Linked DNA regions of Zea mays: region 2 is linked to region 1. The links are chromatin contacts, called in public Hi-C maps. All regions are on one chromosome and are shown on one strand. The core of a region is the stretch at or near the end of the contact, and the rest is flanking DNA. Distances in the headings are between cores, read along the strand shown.

Evidence for each region. Hi-C and Micro-C count contacts between places; a contact is called where the count stands out from the background.
Region 2: a contact with region 1 is called in a Hi-C map of ear, with 5 times the contacts expected there. The contact joins the promoter of LOC100281436 here to the promoter of LOC100273140 in region 1. A contact is called at or near these places in 2 of 25 Hi-C or Micro-C datasets (ear and tassel).

The regions. Positions count from the first base shown.
Region 1 is chr5:63,512,121-63,517,113 of Zm-B73-REFERENCE-NAM-5.0, reverse strand. It overlaps LOC100273140, which reads right to left and starts at 2,189. Exons shown (of 3, transcript NM_001147587.1): 1 at 2,127-2,189; 2 at 1,168-2,040. The coding sequence starts at 2,000. The coding sequence ends at 1,170.
Region 2 is chr5:63,844,621-63,849,613 of Zm-B73-REFERENCE-NAM-5.0, reverse strand. LOC100281436 reads right to left here and starts at 1,873. Exons shown (of 7, transcript NM_001368012.1): 1 at 1,473-1,873; 2 at 703-1,329; 3 at 442-577; 4 at 251-336; 5 at 1-158. The coding sequence starts at 1,789.

The sequences.
Region 1 (4,993 bases), core at 940-3,439:
ATGCATTGACCTCTTTCAAAGCATGGAACTGCAGGCGAGGTGCACTGCAGGCGTTGGTAGCATGTAGGAATTTTTTTTTACTTCCTGCTTTTGCTCAACTACCGGCAGCAGCTACATATGGGAGTATAGGACTATGTCGAAAACAAGTGCTACTCTATTAGGTCAAAACAGTACCATGGCTTGAGCCTTGAATACTAACAGCTGAAACCCAGGCTAAGTTATTTCCATGTTTAAAATAGTTTTGGTGCTTGAAACTAATAAATGTATACAAAAGCACGATAAAATGAATAATGCTGTTTTTTTCAAGCAGACATAGATGACCTAGGAGGTCTGAAAAGGTAGAAATCATCCAATTGAAAATAAAACTCTAGCTATGGATTTGAAAAAATCAGAATCGCCAGGAATCTCATCTTCAGTAATGATAAGGTGCTAAAGGGGACAAACCCAGTGTCGGAGGCTCCCACATGAGTGAGGTCTAGGGAAGGGATAAACCGAGGCAAGCCTCCCTGCTTAGAACCCGCGACCTGGTGACTCAGTAAGACAAATCCCGTGCATCAGGCCTGCCCTTCCATGATAAGATGCCGATTCACTAAAAATACATTCAATCAGGCCACAACAAATTGAATAGGCCACAGCAAAATGAATAAACAACAACATACACCATGATTACACAATAATCATGATAAATAGACTTAAGAAGGCTAATAAGAATTTTTCTCAAATCTCAGAGAATAAACAGCCAGTTGATTCATACAGAGCATCTTAGTTTCTGGTGTGTCAACAAGACTAGCAATGCCTTTAAAAGGGGCACAAGACATCCGGCTGAAAATAGACAAGAGCAAGTCTAGCTCTGGATTGACAGGATGGGACAGAAGCAAATCTGATCTTCATCGTTGACAATTAGATGGCAATTCACTCAAAATTGCATTCAGCCAGACAGAAGGAAACCAATGGAACCACAAAACAATGGCTCGGCGACAAGAGAGCCGAGTTATATTCTTCTTCAGTTATATAATCCTACACATAACAGAAGGCTACTGAGCGATATATACAATCACGAGCTTAAATGCATTTACGGATTGCTAACAAAACAATGACTGAAACTAATACATCTAGCCACTAGACAGAAGTTCTTAAAAGCATAGCAGGGAAACGAAAGTTATGTACCGTCACTTGTTTTGAACATTTGGCAAGCAGGCAGCAGGTACTGCATCCATCCCCCCGCAGACAGGTAGCTTAGTGGACGCAGACCTGGTGCTTCCAACGCATTGGATACTCGAGACATCGCAGGCACCTTGTCCCAACACCTGGCCGCTAACAGCGCCCTGCATTCCAGGGCTGCAGTACATCTGATCGTTGCATCTGAAATCACAGGAACTGGTAACCTGGGCAGCAGCCCCGGCAAGGAACCCTCCCTGGTCAACACCGGACACGAGGTCGACGTTCTTGGCCGCTGGCGGCGGCCTCTGGTACGGAAACGCGCCAATCTCCCCCTCGATCCTGCCCCTGATGTCGACGAGCAGGCATCGGAGCCTGGCCACCTCCGCCTCGAGCGCGGCGTGGCTCTGGAGCTTCTTCACGAGCTGCTGGTTGAGCGCCCTGAGATGGACCACCTCCTCCTCCAGCGACGCGGTGTGGGCCTTCTTCTTCTCCCGGTACTTCCTGACGGCGGCGCGGTTCCCCGAGGGGCGCTTCTTGGAGGCGGCGTTGCTGCCGTTGCCGCCGCTGCCGTTGGTGTTGTTCTCGGACGGCGAGTCGGCAGTGTCGTCGCCGGGCGAGGCCGCGACGATCTTGGTGTGGACGTGGACGCAGGTGTGGGTGTGCGATAGGTCGTGCACCGGCGGGTTGCAGGTGTGGGTGTGCGTGCAGGCGTGGTGCTCCGTGTCCTTGAGGATCTCGTCGAAGTAGCTGTCCATGGAGCAGCTGCTGGGCGGGTCAGTGCCGAGCGCCGGGCACAGGTACGTGTCCGGGTTGGAGAAGTCCAGGTCCCCGTCGTCCATTGCTGCTGTGGGCGGCCAAGCAAGGACACGATCCGTCCACCTGGGAACGTGGAAAAAATCGGATTCAACCGGAGACAAAACGAACGAGCGAATCCATCGAACCGAGGATAGGGAAAGGTTCCTTACCTGCCACCAGCACCGGAAGAAGATCAATCGAAGCCCGTGGGCGACGAACGCGAGACGGGGAAGAGGGGACGATGCCGGGAGCGGACGGAGACGAAGGGAAAGGGGGAGGGTGGATGAATCTGGACGGGGACGTGTTGGGCCTTGTGTGCGCGGAGGGGAATCTCTGGGGCCCATCACCATACCCATGGACATGGAGCCCAGACGAATGGGTGGTGGTGGTCTGGTGGACCGTGGCCGTGGGGGGCCAGCAGACGCGGGTGGGCTGGTCGTCGTCTACGCGGTCATCGCGATTGTATATGCGGATTACTGGTTTAGGACATGATTAAATACACTAGAGTTAGTTGTTAAAAACTTACTGATAAAATTAGCTAGCTAAAAACTAACTATTAACTAATTAACTAAAAAGTACTGCATTTATTCTCAAATATTCGTCATCCGCTATTTATTTTTAACTAAACCGCGATAAATAAAAAATGAAGTGAGTAGTTAGTAGCTGAAATTTTAACTAAACCGCGATAAATAAAAAAAGGAGTGAGTAGTTAATAGATGAACTATTAATTATACTAGTCGGTTGCCAGTGCGTTGCGACGGTTACAACAATACCCACGTAAACTATTCACTTAAAAAATTCAAGATTTTTTATCAATTGTCTCCACTCTCAGTATAATATTTTTTGATTTGGCTAACTGATGTTATTATTTACTCCATGCAATATGTATTGGTACAACACGACCAATGAAGTGAGCAATTAGAAAAGAGTTCACAACGACTGACTGAACGAACAGAGATTATAAAATGACATAATTCCACCATACATAGACTAAATAAGAGAAAATTTGTGAGCTCAAGTTTCTAAAATAAGTCACATGAACTCAAACTTATAAAAAAGATAGATCAAAATATGGAGTGATTTCTAAAGTCAGGCATCAATAAAAACTGGATGTGCTCCATATAAATTATGATACTTTGTAGCAATTACTAACGTTTAAACCCAATAAATAACCTTTATTTTTACTGTTAGTGTGACAAATCATTGTTGCTCCATCCAATTCAGCCTCAAACATCATGGAGTCCATTACGCCAATGTGGTCTCAAAAACGACCTAATGCTTGCAAGAGCTAAGAACGTCGTGTCGTGCTTGGGCTGTAGCCTCGGCCCGTAGTGCTGGCCCCACCCGACACGATTATATTTTTTTACAAAAAAACATATATACATATATACAATTTATATTAAATATTAAAAATATCTGAGCATTATGTTCCACTGGTTAGACAGCTTCACCCAGTGTCTCCGGTTCTTCTTCCATCGGGGTATGGGTTCAAACCTCACCTCTTGCATAGTTTTTTTAACATTTTACACCGATTTAATCAAATGGGCTGGCCCGGCACAGTCAGCAGGTCGGCATGACGTGCCTGGGCCAGAGTTGTGGCCCTCGGGCGTCTGGCCCGTGCCGGGCCGCCGTTTTGTCATCTATAGACATGCAACGGATTAATTTGAAATATCCGTGAGGGGTTATTTGTAAAAGATGACGCGGGAGGACCATTGAAACTGATGCTTTAAGTATAATAAATATAGATATAGATTATTTGTATGTATGTAGCTAATTTTAGCAGCTAACTATTAGTTCTAGTGCTTTTAAATATGACTTGAGATATCCAAAGTAGATTACTTGATTGCGTAAAATAAAGATTTTACACTGTAGATGATACTGTTTGTATAGTGAAGTTTAAAATATAAGTTAAAATAGAAGATGTGACTGATGCAGACAGTCTTAAGGCTTAGGGTGTAAAAGTAGCACTGGTCTAGTGGGCCTAGGGAATTTTAGTGTTTTTATACATTTTAAAATGGTTATTGACTCCTAATTTATATTTATTCAAAACGCTAGATTTTTCTAAAACACTTTTTTGTTTTCTTGAAATCTTTTTAAAAAATCAAAATTACTAACTAAAAACAACTCCAACAATATCTTAAATCAGTATCTTATTTTAAATATAGGGCTCAACTTTTAAAAACAGCTTTAGCTGTGATCTATTTTACCATTTTTATATAAAAAATATATGATACACCTCAAATGACCTAAATATACTACACCACAAACTAACGTCATATACTTGTTTTCAACATCGTTCGCAACATTTTCTTTTCTAACAATCTAATTTACTCCTAAAATATATGATTTAGGGTTTAAAGGTTGGAGCTCAATCTATTTTTAGTACCCTAAACATTTTAAATAGTGTAGTATTTTAATTTTAGGACACTATTTTAAATCATTAGGACACTATTTTAAAACCAAGTAACTGGAGTAGCATTTTTAACTAAATAAATATACTGTAGACATCTTTTAAAAGACCCGAGGCCGATCTCTCCACTGGATATTTGTCCTGCGAACAATACTCGGAATCGAAGAAAAGTAAACGTCAAAATTGGTACCTATCACCAATAATAATCTGCTGTAGCAACTTTAAGTAAAGCATCTACCTTTTCTTTTTCTACAAAGTTTATTTCACACTGCTCAAGATATGGAGGTTTGCTTGCACACAGATTATATGATATGGGTATCGGATGCATTAAAAAAACAAGAAAAAAAATCGGAGGTAGTCACCTTTTTGTTTTGAAAACTATGGATGGAGGTAATCACTTTAGGATAACAAACACGGCCCCACGACCAAATCTTGCCGAGTGTCTCCAGTGCTCCAGCAGTAGTAAACTTTGCTACTGTTAGACAGTGTGTGAGTGTGTGGACCGGCATCACTGTTGGGCTGCCGGCCCATTAAGGTTAGGATTGAGTCCCTATATATATGTACCCATCTTTTATCAATATAGTGAGTTCACACTTCTACATGGTATCAGACTAAACTGGTGTCGGC
Region 2 (4,993 bases), core at 624-3,123, 330 kb before region 1:
TGCCGATGGCCATGTCGTTCCTCATGATCGCCAGGCAGTAGCCGACGGCACGGCCGGTCGTGTCGCCGACGGGGATGAACGGCTGGGTGACCGGGAACAGGGCTCCCCCTTTGGCCGTCAGGCTCACGTCCGGCATCGCCACCTCTGTCTGGTTAGGGCTGCTTGCAGCTCACAGCAACCGCGTACGTCAGACGTGATGATGAATGAAACAATCACACACAGTAATATTTGCTTGCTTGTTTGTTTATACCTGAGTCTGTAGCAGTACTCGAAGGGAAAAGGATCTGCAGAGCCACTGCTGAAATTCACTCTCCTCTCGCTGACCTGGGAGTTGAACTGCACGCAGTAGTGGAAGCAGGGCAGCAGGCACATGAGGAACTCGAGGAAAGGAAACCCAAACACACACATGCCTTCGATGAGGGAAGAAGCGAAGCGACTCACTTTGGTGGCGAGCTGCGTGTACTCCGGGTCGCTGAGGTACGTGAAGGACGTGCCGGAGTCCATGACGGCGGCGAACTCCGCTGCCACCGACTCGCTGCCGACGCCGATGGACGTGAAGCTAACGTTGTACGTCGGGCTGCACAAGCACAAACGCACGGCAGGGGGATCAGTCGCTCGTCGCCGTCGACGGTGGGTTGTAGCAAGCAAGCAAGCGACAAGAACCGCGCGATGGAACGTGGCACAGAGGGCGGCGTGACGTACTTCAAGCTCCGGACGGTGAACGGCGTCTCGGCCTGGCCGCGGCTGCCGGCGTCGCCGAAGTTGACGCGGCCGACGCCGTCGTCGCCGAAGCACATGGAGAAGCTGTCGGACGCGACGAGGCCGCTGGCGGCGAGCGCGCTGGGCACGGACACCTTGCCCATGCCGAGCCCCATGAGGCCGTCGACGGCGCCGCCGCCGCCGTCCAGGAACGCGCCCGTCTGCACCTGCCCGCACCCGAACACGACGGGCGCCTGCAGGGCCTCCCCGGCGGCGCCGGGGCCCGGGCGCTCCCGTGTGAGGTGGAGCACGTCCTGCACCAGCACCCCGGAGGAGGACGTGTTGGCGGACACGTACTGGACCTCGTACGGGCAGCTGCCGTTGGTCGCGGCGGAGCATCCGTTCCGCTGCCCGCACAGCGGGTTGTCGCACGCCACCTGCTTGCTCGTCGACGACCGCCGCGGGCTGTAGGGGCGCAGCGACGGCGCGTCCTGCCCCGTCCCGTTGGCGCTGGGGATGGTCGCGCACTGCCTGCAGTCGCACGGCACCCAGAAGAGGTCGCTGCCGGTGTCCAGCGCCACCAGGAACGTCGCGTTCGGCGTGCCCAGCTCCACCTCCGCGTAGTACAGCCTGCGATTGCAAAAAAAAAAAAAAAAACGAGGTGGGTTGGAGTGGAGCTACGAGCTTTGTTACTTAATTCGTCGATCGTCTTGGTTCGGGGGGATCAAAATTTGCAAGGAGGTGATAGGATGTGGGAAGGCGGAGGAACGCACGTTCCGGATTGGTAGGTGTCGTTGCCGGCGGCGAAGGTGAGGAGCCCGTCGTCGGCGCCGCCAGCGAGGGCGCGGCGGGCGCGGTCGTGGCGGGACAGCGCGGAGTAGTACTCCGGCGTGCCTCGAGCCGGCCACTGGTCCGCGGCGAGAGGGCCGCCCCGGGCCTCCGCCCACCGCCGGACCACCGGGGAGAACCGGTGGTGGAGGTCGAACCCGAAGCTGGACGCGTCCGCGGCGGCGATAAGCGACGCCACGACGACGACGGCCATGGCCAGGAGGAGGCCCGTGCGGCGGTGGCTGGAGCGAGCGTGAGCCATGACGTGGTGGCGTGGAGCACCGAGATCGAGCACGGGGAGGCGTGCAGTGCAGGGGCGGCAAGAAAGGTGGGGCGGGCCGAGGTGGTGGTGGCGAGGTTGGTGGGTTTGGAGCGGACGTGACATGTTTTCATGGCGGGAGGCCGGGGTAGGGGAGGAGGAGGACCGGCGGTCGCTAGTCAAAGTCCCCGGTGCCCGTTGTCAGCGTTGCGGAACGCGGAGCGAGAAAACGAGGGCCAAGTCCGGAGTGGCCTGGCCGCCGTGTGGAAGAAGACGGAAAAGGAGGTGGACGTGGCAAGGAATGAAGCCGGAGGTCGGTCGTTTCCGCGTAGGACTCCGTCGTTTTCAAGTACTCGTTGCAGCAGCCAGCAGCCATGCTTTTTTTTCTTTTCGTTTTGACTTTTTCTTCGTGGCGATGAATGATGAAGAGTGCTGGCTGCCATTGGTCTCGGTTTATATATATAGTTGGGCCCGGGCACCATGGGCCATGGCGAGGCCAGGTGGAGCCCTTGTGCGTAACAGATCGTGCTGCCTCGGCCTCTGTCTGCTGAAGGGCCGCGCGCGAAACAGCACTCGCCAGGCCGACAACACTATCTCGCCCATGTCAATATGTCATGTTGGTTCCTGAAGATAAATACTGCAAAGCATACGCATAGCTTGGCAAGGCTCGCGGCTCGCCCAATGCATCCTTGCCAACGTCACATGGTTTGCTCCACAGTTTGTCACACATATGTTTAGATAAATGGTTAGACTAGGTAAACGTCCCTGCGTTGCTACAAAGTGAACATATTATAATAAAATATATTAAAATTCAAAAAAAAAACTAATTACCATTTTGTGTTCTTGTTAGCATCTTTTAAAAATTAAGAATTTTTATAAACCTTAAAAGCCTTACACATCGAATGAATCTATCATGTGGAGTAAAATGTAATGCACCTTGGTGAAGGATTATAATTTCAAAGCCACTCCTCTGTCAGTTTCACAGTTAGACAGTGTAGATTATTGGGGAAAGATTATGCTGCTAACTTGCCAAACTCAGCACTCTAAACAATTAAGGTTGATGAGCACATGGGTGGGCGTCATTGCGGTGGCGACGAGCACAAGCCACATGCAAATCGTGGTCGGACGCCAATTGACCTTCGCCGCCATGCTCCTCCATAATCATGATTGGTTGTACCTTTGCAGAGCACGAGGGACCCCTTATGTTCTCAGTAATGTATATATATATATATATATATAATATAAAATATTCGACAAAATATTAGTGAGCAATGATTACATAAAAACGAACGCCACATATATTATCAACCTCAATATTTCATAAATTCTTTGTCAACAACCAATATAAAACTAAATTGATACAAATCAAATTATACTACAATGCAAATCATTCTGTTCAATTTGGCAAAACAGATCGAGTTTGACCCATTATTTCGTTAGTGGTCCTTCTCCAATAGCTTACTCAGCAACAGACATATCCTTAGATGTTGCGCACAAAAGAACTCAGTTACTTAGCTTGCCATTTCAAAAACTTGCCAGGCTCTTGCAGGCATTTCATCGAACTACCCTAATAGAACCTATAATCAACTCACTTGCAGTATATATAGAATTAGCAGGACTAAACACATTTTTACTCACCCCTTGAAAGAACAGTGGGTGAGATCCATATGCCTTTGTATTTACTTCCATAAATGTATGCGCCATTAGGAAGCAATAGAATTCGTGATCTGTAAGCCAAGATTATCTTGCTAAGCTCTCGGAACATAAGGATCCCATTTGGTGATGATGAATCAAATGTCAGTCTCTGAGCTTTGTTCAAAACAAATTCATGTAACACCCCTGGTGTTACTGTTACTAAAACTTGAGCATAACATCATAAGCATTGGCATTGCATATGTTTGACACACCTAGGATGCATTCACTAGGTAAAAATTTCAAGCAAGTTGGATTGTATGGCATTTTGTAAATGAGACCCTAGTGTAGGGTACTTAACCTTAAATAGGGTTAGAAGGGTAAAACAGGACCCAAATAGAGAAAACTACAAAGATTAAGTAAAATAATCATAAAATGTTATCAAAGATGGACCTACATTGCATTTACACCCCTGAGATACCAAAAACCCTAATGGGAACCCTGGAGAACCCTAAACCTAAACCCTAGGGGGTTAAGTGCAAAATTAGTCCACTTTTGGACTAAAGTGCAAAAACCATGTTAATAAAGTGTCTTAAGTCATAGGGTTCACAATCATGAAGATTTGCAATCCAAAACTTGAGATTTGGACTTAAGTGCAAAAGAGCCATACTTGACCCTTTTGATGAAGTCTGAAAATCAGTGATATGGGCTCAACTTTGGAGCTCTGTAGCTTTCAAATTTTAGGGTTTTTGCCCTAGGTCACCACATCAAATTTGTAGACCTATCAAAGGAGAAAATTTTTGCTTAAGAGTGTAAGAACAATTGTTATGAAGAATTTGGAGATAATCACACCCAAAGTTAGGCTGTCAGGCTGTTAAAGTCTGAATTTCAGACTGACAGAAGGATTACATGAACTTAGGGCTTAATTTTAAGCGAGATCCAGTGACTTTTTGTGGGAACCCAATGTAGCAAAGTTATAGCTGGTTTGTAGCCCTACAACTTTGATGCAGAGCCTTGGGTATGTTGTCATAAAGAATTAGGAGAAAATCTGCTCTAAACTTCGTCTGTCAGGCGCTCTGAAGATCCTTCGCCATTGTACAGTACCAGGGCTGGATCAAAGCAACCGCGCATCTCACCGCCGACGACCTCCGCCGCGATTCGCGCCGTCGCCGTTGCAATTTACGCCACCGATGACCCGATAAGTCTGCCAGGTAATAGTTGTTCGCCTGGAGATAACTCCGGTGACTCACCGCCGTACCCCCCTTGCTTTGCGGCCTGTGCAGATAAGCTCGCCGGTGACAGCCGTCGCACGGCTTGGCGCCACGTACCCTGGCACCTCCACCGGATCTCCGTGAACCGCTGTAATCCGCTGTCCATCGTCGGAGTGACTGCCACGGCGTTGAACACGAATTCACGCGCGCCAGTGACCTCCCCCTCCTCCGACCGCCGCGCGTCACCACTGAAATTCCTGGCCACTGCTGTCGCTCCCTATAAATTGAAGCCACTGCGAGCTCCACAAGGTCATCACACACCCAGCCATCCAGTATTGCTCCCAGCCGATCACCAGCGAGCTGG